2 separate regions of the Hordeum vulgare genome follow, and region 1 is linked to region 2. The links are chromatin contacts, called in public Hi-C maps. All regions are on one chromosome and are shown on one strand. The core of a region is the stretch at or near the end of the contact, and the rest is flanking DNA. Distances in the headings are between cores, read along the strand shown.

The links. Hi-C and Micro-C count contacts between places; a contact is called where the count stands out from the background.
Region 1: a contact with region 2 is called in a Hi-C map of seedling, with 2.8 times the contacts expected there. The contact joins the promoter of LOC123427650 here to the promoter of LOC123408314 in region 2. A contact is called at or near these places in 2 of 6 Hi-C or Micro-C datasets (leaf and seedling).

The regions. Positions count from the first base shown.
Region 1 is chr1H:155,344,656-155,350,284 of MorexV3_pseudomolecules_assembly, forward strand. LOC123427650 (GDSL esterase/lipase At5g45910-like) reads right to left here and starts at 1,279. Exons shown (of 4, transcript XM_045111745.1): 1 at 925-1,279; 2 at 614-829; 3 at 71-499. The coding sequence starts at 1,264.
Region 2 is chr1H:155,081,047-155,086,668 of MorexV3_pseudomolecules_assembly, forward strand. LOC123408314 reads left to right here and starts at 1,320. Exons shown (of 2, transcript XM_045101446.1): 1 at 1,320-2,175; 2 at 2,568-2,690. The coding sequence starts at 1,736. The coding sequence ends at 2,652.

The DNA.
Region 1 (5,629 bases), core at 29-2,528, 260 kb after region 2:
AGAACTAACAAGGGGTCAATCAAATCAAAGGAGGAAAAGGGAGGTGACTGAGACCGAGACTGAGACGGACCGTAGAGGTGAGGCGTGCGTGCGAACTGGATGTAGGGGGTGTAGTAGTCGGCGTAGATGATGCGGGAGTCAGGGCGGCGGCGCTGGAGCTGGTCGAGGGCGATGCGGAGCATGGCGTTGTGGTAGAGGGCGACGCTGTTGAACTTCTTGAGGCAGCCGGTGCGCGGGTCGTAGTCGCTGCGGTCCTCGGACGGGTACATGGTCAGCGTGATGGGGATGCACCCGGCGGGGAGGTTGCCCGGTACCACCACGTGCCGCGCGCCCTCGTCCAGAATAGCTTCGATGCCGCCGATCATGGACTCCACCACCTTGGGCACCATCTCCGTCTTCACCTTGTCCAAGCTCCACTCCGCCTTCCACGCAAAGCTGTAGTCGTTGCCGCCGAACTCGCCGAACACGAAAAGCGCCTTCCCGAAAAACTCCTTGCACTCTGCAAATTATTTCGTTGTTTTTGTTTTGTTTTCAAGAAACAGACAAGAAAACTCAGAACCGATGTCTCCCCTTGACCAGCGCGCGCCTTGCGTTAATTACTCTAGCTAGCTACCTTGCGGGGAGGAGCAGACAGTCTCCTTGACCTCCTGGAACCACTCGAGCTGGCACTTCATGGAGGTGTTGAACGGCGGGATGCTCCACACGTTGTTATCCCTGAAGTACTTGAGCTCCAGAGCGGTGGCGCCCATCACCGCGAAGTTGGCGCCCTGACTGAAGTTGGTGCCCTTGTTCGCCGACGGCGGCAGCAGCGGCACCCCCAACGCCTCGGCTGCATGCACGCATCAATCAGTCGGCCAACTATCAATCTCCAATCGTCCATTCAGTAATTCACGTCTAAACCGATCGAGCATGTACGCTACGTACCCAGGAAGTCGATGACGAGACGGCCGTTGGAGCAGCGGGCGTAGGGCGGCGGGAACTTGGGCATGTTGGGCAGCTTGCCGGAGTTGATGATGACGAAGTTGCCCGTGTCGGAGAAGGAGTCGCCGAAGCTGAATATGGCGTTGTAGTACTGCGGCAGCGGTGCCGCCGACGCCATGGCCCAAGCGGCGGCCAGACACAGGAGGATGCACCACGACGGCGTCCTCTCCATGGTCACCACCAAAGTTGGCCCCTCACCAAACAGTGTGCTCGCGGAAGAAACGAGAGAGAGAGAGAGAGAGAGAGAGAGAGGGGGGGGGGGGGGGGGGGGGGACGCGGGCATTGAACGGCTAAAAGAGAGTGCTTAGGGGATTGTTATATACTAGCAGGGCACATGGATTACAACTTACTACTGCGAGGGTACGTGGTGGTAATTATGTCACCTTGTTTAAAAAACAACTTTCCCTTCTCAGTGGGTGGCCTAGCTATGATGGGTCAAGCTATGGATGGATGAATGAATGGAGAGGTACGTGGCTTTGATGGGAAGGTAGCAAGACATGGAACACATGCCTTGCTTGCTTGGTGGGTTTTTGAGGGCATGTGTCACCTGGTGACAGCTATCACTGACACGGAAGGGATATGTTTATCACCTTCTTCTTAACGATAATCTACTAGCCGTTAAGGGGGACAAAACCTATTTCGCCACTGTTGGAAGAGCACATACACACATGCATCTTCATGTGCAAGCCCAATGTTTTTCTTGTACGCACAGTAGACGATAGCAGCGCACTACTATAGACACTATATTATTTATATAGTACTACTATAAGCAAACAAAAAAATCATCAAGATTCCTCCTAGTACTATTACATGTTTCTCTCCCATGTTCATCTGGGCAGGGCCGAGGGTTAGAGTCAAAGGGAAGAAGGCATCATAATCATACGGCAGGGCACGCAGTAGAGAGAGAGAGAGGGGCAGCACTAACACTCCTCAGGTAGGCGTTAGAAAATAATTATTGGACGTCTGGCTATCTCCATAACCTCCACCCCCATCCCTATCCACGCACGACGGTTCATGGGCAGCCACCACAGCGTATCCTCCCATCGTGCTGCGCAATCGAGTCGTATCGCCTCTGCCATTGACACCTACCTGCCTGTACAAGGAAAGGTGTATGTTATCCCTTCCGCAAAAAAAAAAGAAAAAAAAGAAGGGAAGGCGTATGTTATGGGGTAGTTTTTATATCTCGGGTGCGTGACGCCAACGACTTTGGCCGCGCTTTGTACCATGGAGATCGTAAAAAAGTTCACTTGACGACCAGAAAAGGTAGCGGGGGCAAAGTGGGAGCGTGGTGTGAGCGTGAGATTCCGGCTGGTGGAAACGGACAAGGGAAGGTTACCGGCCTTTCATTCCTCAACGGCTCGCTAACTGCAACGTGTAAGTGATTGGGATGTGGGCTCTATAAAAAAAGTGTCCAGTTATTCTGTTTGCAGCTGCGCTGATCAATGAGGAGCTGCCAGAAACAGAGCTGCAGCGTTGATCAAATTGATTCAGCAAAAGGTTTCCGAAGGAAATGATGATCATCAGAGATAACTGCTCCCTCCGTCCTATAATATAAAAACGTTTTTAATACTATATTATAAAAATATTTTTATATTATATGACGTATTTGTAGAAAAAGGACATTTAGCTTCGGTTTGGTTGGGGACTAATGAGCCCGGTTCTGCCCCGAACCGGGGCTAAAGACCTTCCATGTGACGGGGCTGAGAGCGAGGGGGAGGGGTATTAGTCCCGGTTCGTATTACGAACCGGGGCTATTTCTTTGCTTTTTTTTATCAATTTTTAGGGTTTAGGATTTTGCACTAAATTGGATGGGGCTATTTTGCTGCCCTCAATTTTCCCATTTATTTGTTTTGGACATTTTTTAATTCTTATTTTGCATTAAATTGGATGGTACATACACAATAATAAAAGAACAACTATATTGCACATCATCGTCACGAATATATTACACTATCTCACCCGTCGTGCTTTGTCGAACATATTACAAAATGTTGAAACGAGTTACACATATGCACATATGTCTCTTTTACACTATAACATTTCATACCATTCTAGTCGACGAGCAATAATATTCTCCCTTCACACCTAGGACCTCTGCATCTAAGAATCCGACAATTTCCTCTTAAATTGCTCGTACACGTTCCTGTGGTAGAAGACCGTTCCGCAACCGTTCGATCTAATTTAAAGAATGGGTCTATATATATATCAATGAAACCGAACACAATTCACGATAATAAAATAAAGTTGTGGGTATTGTTTATCGTACTTCAGTTTTTTTTATGTCGCGGTTTTTGCCCTTCTCATGGGTCGTCTGGCGAATGAACTCGCAAACATAGTATCCACATAAATTGTTCCCATGTTCCTGCCTCAAGCACTTTACAAGAAGAGAGTTCAATCAAAAACATAATCAAGAATTATAATGGTATTGAAACTAGAATAAAGATATGCGCGGAACTAGCTAGTAGTTACTTACATCTATTCGTTTAAATGTAAGCTCTGACTTCCAATCACCCCGAGCCTTGGCGATGAACCGTTTCCAGCCCTGTCAAGAAAAGGAAATGAATAAAAAAGTTCTATATTTATTCCTTGCTATCAGGAAATGAACGAGAAGTTGCCGATATAGTGCCATAATGATTGAAATTACCTCTGTAGGCAATCCTGCATGTTCGTCCATTCATCGAGGGGTGTGCGTTTCGGGTCCATGACTATTACTTCTCCCTTGTCAGGTATAATGATTAACAAAATAAAATGAAACATGCGCACGCATAACGAGTCAATTATACACTTATAATAACGAGTCACTTGAAGTTGTAAGGAAATAGTATTTCCCTTTTGGTACCGGCAAACCCTAACCCTTGTACCAAGTTATTCTCTGTATCGCGCTGACTCGTTGAGAGACTTTGGTGATGAATGAAATATGGGTCAATGAACCCAATGTCATAGATTTGTCCTCTTTTGCATTCGAGAATCTTCATTCTGCAAAATTAATATAGTGATGAGTAAGATTATACATGCAAGAATGAGCTGAGTAAGACTTAATGACATAAATTAATAATACTTACAAACAATGGGCACTGATGATAGATTTGTCGAGGGCGTCTTGTTGGTATAACTAAAATAATTCGTCGAATTCATGAGTATTTAGCCTTTCGAGTATATCAGCTAGATCAAGCATCTTGTAGTCTGATCTTTCTTGAATCATGAGAACTAAAGTATCAAATGAAGAATCCAAAGATCTCAGCAGTTTCTTCACAACTTCGTGATCAGTAATGTCTCGAGCTCCGAGTGCTTGCAGTTCATTTGATATGTCAGTGAAGCGATCAAAGGTGTCTTGGCAGCTTTCATTGTCATGCCTCTTGAAGCGATTGAAGAGATTGCGAAGAATATCAACACGAGAGTCACGCTGGGTTGATACTTCTTCATTTACTTTGCACGGTCTCTCCCAGATCAGTGTTGCACAACCCAAAGCACTTACTCTTCCAAACTGTCCTGGGCTCAGATGGCCACATATGATATTCTTGGCTTGAGAATCGAGTTGCTTGAATTTCTTCACATCAGCAGCAGAGACACTAGCAGAGATGATGGGGACGCCAGGTATTGAATTTGCATCTTGTTCTTCCAGAAGGGAAAGTTCTTTCCTTCGAAGGTAGGACATGTTGCAGTCACCTTAAACATGCCTGCAGTCGACATAACTAAAACTCCAGGTGGTTAAACCAAAATCACACAGAACAAGGGAGTACCTTGCTCTGATACCAATTGAAAGTGCGTTATATCGATTAGAGGGGGGTGAATAGGAGATTTTTAGAATTTCATCACTCAGAAATTCCTTTTGAGGAAATTCCTCACTGATGACTAACTTACAGCGGAAACAGTAAAGGATCAGAAGTGCAAAGTTTCACAACAACAGTTTTCCAGAGTGAGAAATGTGAAAACAGATTGCACAGTGAGCAGGCACGCACAATACAGATGAGGATTAACTAGCGTGAAGAATTTGGGGTTGAGGAATTTCAGAGAAAGTCTTCAGCAAATTCTTCAAACAGTAGCCGTGAAAGTCATCAACACATAATCTGAGGAAAGTAAGGAGTTGAGGAATTAGAACCCGTTTCACAGCGAGGACAATAGTTGATGAGCCAGTTCCAACTGTTGTGACAGTCGTACATATGGTTTGGAGAGGCTAGGTATTGAAACCAAAGGACACACAGTCCCTACCGTGTTCTCCTTGGGCTAAGAACACACAGTCCTCGCCCAACACTCGTGGTAAGTCTTCAGGGCAGACTTCCAAACCCTCACAAACTTGGTCACCCCGCGATCCACAATTGACTGCTGGAAAGCTCTACACCATGACGCCTAACCGTCTGGAGGATGCACAGTCCTCAAAGGTAAAAGGCTTCAGTCCCACACAGGAACAACTTCTTCAGTGATGCTCAATCACTGGGTTTGGTTTGTGGTTTCGGTGTTTGGGGTATTTCCTCACTGATGAATTATTCTGGAAGACTCTGAGGAATTGGGTTGCTCTTATGACAAGTGTCAGTTTCTAACGGAGCAACCAACCAGCTAATGGTTGTGGGGGCGGCTATTTATAGCCTGGGAGCATCCCGACATGATTTGACACTAATGCCCTTAAACAATATGACCGTTGGTGTGGATA
Region 2 (5,622 bases), core at 70-2,569:
GTTGATGGTGGAGCTGGAGTCTGGTGGAAGACTTCACTCTGTGCTGATAGATGGGCTACGGCGTAAAGACATGGAGAGTCGAAGCCTATTTCAGCGGATAGCGAGAGACACGTAGATCGGACTGGGTACCAGGGGTCTGATGGAGACGTGATACTCGGCACCGGTCGATGATGATCGGTGGTACTCTACAGTGGGTGGTTGAGTGGTGTGGGTTCGTGACCCTTGATACTCGACCAGGACAGCGGAGGTCGACGCGGTAATAGCGGCGAGGCGTGCGGTACGCACGGGGCATGGAGACGGGCCAGGGCTCTGGTGGTCATACATGTGGTGGGACAACTGCGAATTTGACTCGGGATGACTACAAGCAATGGGGAAATTCCTTCAAGTTTCAGACGGGCGGTCAAGGAAGAGCGGTGATGTTGAGTTCAGGTAACTCTTATGTGCGACACCCAATATGAGTTGTTCACTTTCACGCAAGTCAATGATCGGTGTGTAATGCTGTTGGATACTCTGGAAGTTGGGAGCACAACAAGAGTAATGTGGAGCTTAATTTCGTTCGAGCGTTGACTATGGTCAGAAAAAGAAGGAACTACAAGTTGCAGGTGGAGTCACATGGAGCCTTTGGAGTAGCAGCGGTGCTCATGGGATAAGCTCAAGTCCAATGTACATGGAAGTTTGACGCATGGACGAATTTAATGTGGTGGAGAATATTCGCCAAGGTGGAGTTTGTTAGAGTTGTGTCGAATATTGTGTACAAGGTAGGTTATAGTTGGACTTGTAGTTGTATTGTGTTTAGATAGGATATGAAGTCATGTCCAAGCAGGACACTTGTATCTTAGGCCTCTCATATATAGCGGGGCTAGACACACGTATGCCAACATAATAGCACTGGCACGCAGGGGAGCCGCCGGCGTGTGCCGACGCCCAAGACGGCCCGGGTGCGGTATTGTGACGGTGTCACGGGGAGGAGCGCCCATAGTCATGCCCCGGGGATGTAGCCATATCGGTGAACCTCGTTAACAAATCTCGGTGTCGTCCTCGTGTGATTGCGTGGTCCTCGGATGATTGACGGAGTGCCTCGGTTTTATTCTAACACTTGCTGTAAGCCGAACCCTCGTGCATCTACTACCACTAAAAATGGACTAGAAGACAGATTCAAATCATAATCTCATCCATCTAATCATCCCATCAACGGCCTCAAAATCTTCGTTAACGAAAGTGACTCGCCAACGAAACACTCAGCCGGCAACGCACGTCCCCGCTCCCTCAATTAACCGAGTAAAGGCTACGCCAACCGCTTCATCCCCGCTCGCCCCCGGGACCCCCCACCCGCCTGCCTTCGCTGCTCGCTGCCGCCGCCACTCGCCCCCACAGCATCTCTGCCCCAGCCCGCTCGCCCTCGCCTCCCTACTTCTCTCTGGCGGCGCATCTTCAGAATAGGACGATCGGGCCGACGTCGCACCTTCGGGAGAGGATGAGAGAAGAGGGGAGGAGAAAGAGAGGCCTAGAGGCGTGCTTCGACGACTGCGTGGCGTGCAGAATTGGATCGGGGCGCTTCTCCACAACCGCAGCGCGACACCACATGCCCAAAATCAGATAGAGGATCGATCATGCAGTTCCCGTTCCGCCGTCCGCCGGCGTCGCCGGCGCCGTTTCTGTTAGTCCCGGGCAAAACACCGCACGGCTTCAGGAGGACACCTCGACCGCGGAGGATGACAGCGACCTGAGGAACCTGATGCGCTGCTGCAGCCACCTCGTCCAGACCTACTTGGACAAGAAGAGTGTCGTGGCCGCACGTGGGAACCTACACCGCGAGCTCGACGTCGTCGCCCCGCGCTTCGCCGAGGCGGCCGGACGCCATCGGCTCTGCTTCGTGTGGCGGGACGTCGGGACGCCATCGGTTCTGCTTCGCGTAGAGGACACACGCATGGCCGACGGGATACGACGCACGTGCGCCGTGCTCTGCAATGCGGCAGGCCTGCTGAGGGTAGCGTCGGAGGGGGAAGGGGGAGGAGACGGAGCGATGGGTTGTCAGCTGCGGCACATGTCTGATGCGTGCATGGCGGTGTTTGAGGCGTTGATGCTCGCGCATGCCCTTGAGTGCTACTTCGAGCTCGCCGTCGCGCCAAGAACCTTCAGTCATGAGGCCACCGTGCCGGAGGTCTTCCATCTCAGGTTTGTTTTGTTTACCGTATTCCCACAATGATTTGCTGCTTCAACTTTTATTCCAATACCCCTCAAATTGATTTAAGCAAGAGTATGTCCCGAATCACCTTTTTAGCTACTGAAGATTTTTGCCATCTGCCCATGGTTCTGAACTTCATTTGTGATTTTTCAGTGATGCACATCTTTACTGTCATGTTTATAGTCGGACTATTGCCATCTACCCGTGGTTCTAAACTTCATTTCTGATTTTTCAATGACGCACATCTTTACTGTCATGTTTATAGTCATCAAGTACTCCTTAATTTTAAGATGATATTAACATTTGTATTCCTGAATACATGGTGTTGTCAAGAATTTTACCATGCCCACTTCTTTCCCACTGAGGTAGTTGCCGCCTGCAGCCATGCAGAAGTGTCATCACCTGCATCTCCTCTTTGTGTTCCCGTCTCTCCATGCCGCACGAGGATGCAGTCACCACATCTATGAGTATGTAATTCATCAATTGATAGCTTTTCTCCTTGTTGTGACTTGGATCTTTCTACCTTCTTCAATTTCAATTTGAATGGCAGTGTTTGATTGAATGTCAAATAAAAATCAACTTTATCTTCACCGATTAATGGATGTGGAATCTGAAATATATTCTGAATATTCTGATTATTACTTGCAAGTTATATTCTAACACACTGCCTTTGGCAAGGTTGTCAGAATCGCGATTCTAAATCGGATCGGAGCTCCACTAGTAGGATCGTGAATCGTAGCTTCATAACTATCGGGATGATAGAAACTTAGATCCTATGAGGAAAATTGTAAAATCAGAGAGGTTAGTTTGAATCGTAAAGTCATAAGATTCTAAGACTTGAGTACTCCTATGTTAATTTTCCGTCTCTCGATTTTTAAACATGAAAGTACACCAACATGTAGGTGACTGCCTTTGCCTAAAGTTTCATAAAGGAAAGGAGGAAGTATACTATTTGGTAGCTATTTCCTAGAAGCAAAGTCAGCTGAGATTATGTATAGCTTGACAATGCATCAGAACTCTGGGATGCCTATGAAAATTATGCTCTAGCAGTATTATTGAAAACTATCATATTATGGTGAGGACATGGAAAATGAATTTGGGTTTTGTAGTCATCCTATGTCTTTAATCCGGTCTTCCTATTTTCTCTGATGTTTGCCTCTTTATCTTTACAGAATATTTATTCCACGAGAGTACGAAATACACATCTAATTGATAGATATGGTGGTGGTTCTTCATATTGTTGCCTTGCCTTAATTTTTATAAAGGGGAACTATAGAGAACGGACGTTTGGCTCGCGGGAGCCATGAAGGCCGAAATTTTTGAAAAATCTAAAATTTGAAAATTTTAGTTCAAAAATATCTGGAAAAAATATAGAACTAAACAAGGTTGTGATCCGTGTGCGTGTCAAATTTCAGGTCAAAATACTTTGAAATGCGAACTGTACAAAAAAGACAAATTCATGGTCTCAAATGATGAATAGTAACATGTGTTAAAAAGTTCCAGATTTGTCTTTTTTGTACAACCCTCATTTCAACGTATTTTGTTCTGAAAATTTACACACTTGTGTATTATACCTTCATCTATCTATGTATTTTTTTAGAATTTTTTGAAATATTAAAATATGATTTTTCACGAAATTTGGAGTTTGAATTTAAAGGCCTCGAGGGAGCTCGGGAGCTTCCTTTGATCATGTATTTCATTTACCCATGTTTTTACTACATTAGTAAGTCTTTCCATCATGAACAATAGGATACTGAGCTTGAACTTGTGGCACTATCATGAGGTAGGAGAAACCCACCACCCTGTTACCATTTCCCAGGAAGGAACGTTACTTCATAGTCGCTACGCTTTAGTAGATGGGGTTTTGTTGTGAGATTCATGAGCGCTGTGAGGTTAAGTAATTCAAGACCTGCATGATCATCAAGACTTCAAGGACTCAATATACCTTTGGATGGATTAGTTTGCATCTAGCAGCCTAATATCTATCATGATTATGCCCGGGAATGCTGGTATCTACTTGTGATCATCCCGACGGAATGCAACCCAGACACAAAGAGGTGGATGGATACTTCAAGGACAAAAAGCTTACGTGTGCATCCACAAGTCATTATGGGCTCTGGCTTGGATGACCATAGTTGTGACTCTGGTTGATTAGATTGCTAGGAGATGTAGAAGAATAGTGGGATTTGATAGGCACTGACTTTGTGCCGGATGATCACTTTGGAAGGCCATGTTTCGACCGTCCCGTTCTCAAACACCAGGAAGTGCAAGGACATAACAGGAGGGATTGAATCTTTCAGGTAAAGTGTACAAGACTCTTCAAAGTAACAATCTAATTGATTAGTCGTGTGCCCGATTACACACATCATGAGCACCGGAGAAGATATTATCATCCAGTCTTAACAACATTTATTATAATGAGTGGGTTTATTAAATAATTCTAGGACATGAGAATCGGTTGGCGGAACCATCTCATTTAACAACCAACTTTGTAGTAAAATGTGCATCTACCTCTTTGTTGTAGGAGAAAATCTGTTTTTTTCAAAAAACATATAAACTTAGAGCCCCACCAGCCATATATGCATATAATATAGAGGATGATTTTACCAGTTCTCTCTTGTGACTTGTCGGCATATTCAAAATGGTAACCTACACAGCTGCAACGTCTCATGTTGTAGAGTATTATTCCAACCAGGAGTGAGGACACATTCTATGCTCAGTGATATGCCCGTGAAGTCGGATGGACTCGCTATCTTCTACGTCTTCCGGAGTAATTTATCTCATGAGTTGGCCTTCAACCGAATTTATTGTAATAAAGATTCTATATGATATTTCAAAGTAATAAAGCAAGTTTCGTTGAACTTTGATATTTTCATTGATGTACTGTGTGTACCAACATGATCTTAGGATGGTACAAATACGCACAGAATTCACCATTTCGAGTCGGGTTGCTACACATAGAATTAGAAAGAAGTTCACGAAATTTGAAAAACAAAATCATCATTTTTGAAACAAACTTCACAAATTTGAAAAAGAACATTCATTTAGCAAAATAGAAAGAATAGAGAAAAGAAAAAAACCAAACAAAACTATTCTAGAAAAACAATAAAGGAACATGGAAAAAAAGGAAAAAGGAAAGAAGAAAGAAAAAAAAGGAAAAAGATGTAACAAAATGCAACAAGTGAGGTGGTTTCGATGGTTAGTGTAGCATACAAGTAATAGGAGATCCCCGGTTTGAGTCACAACACACATGCAATGTTTTGCATTTTGGAAACAGAAAAAAGAGGATGGGCCAACCTAGCGCGGATGAGGGCATGTGCGCTTGTTTACAGTTTCCACTATAACCAGCGCTTGAAGTGCCAAATAGGAAACAACATTGAACAACATGAAGGGACATGTAAAATACTTTATGAAACATATGAAATTAGGCAAACATG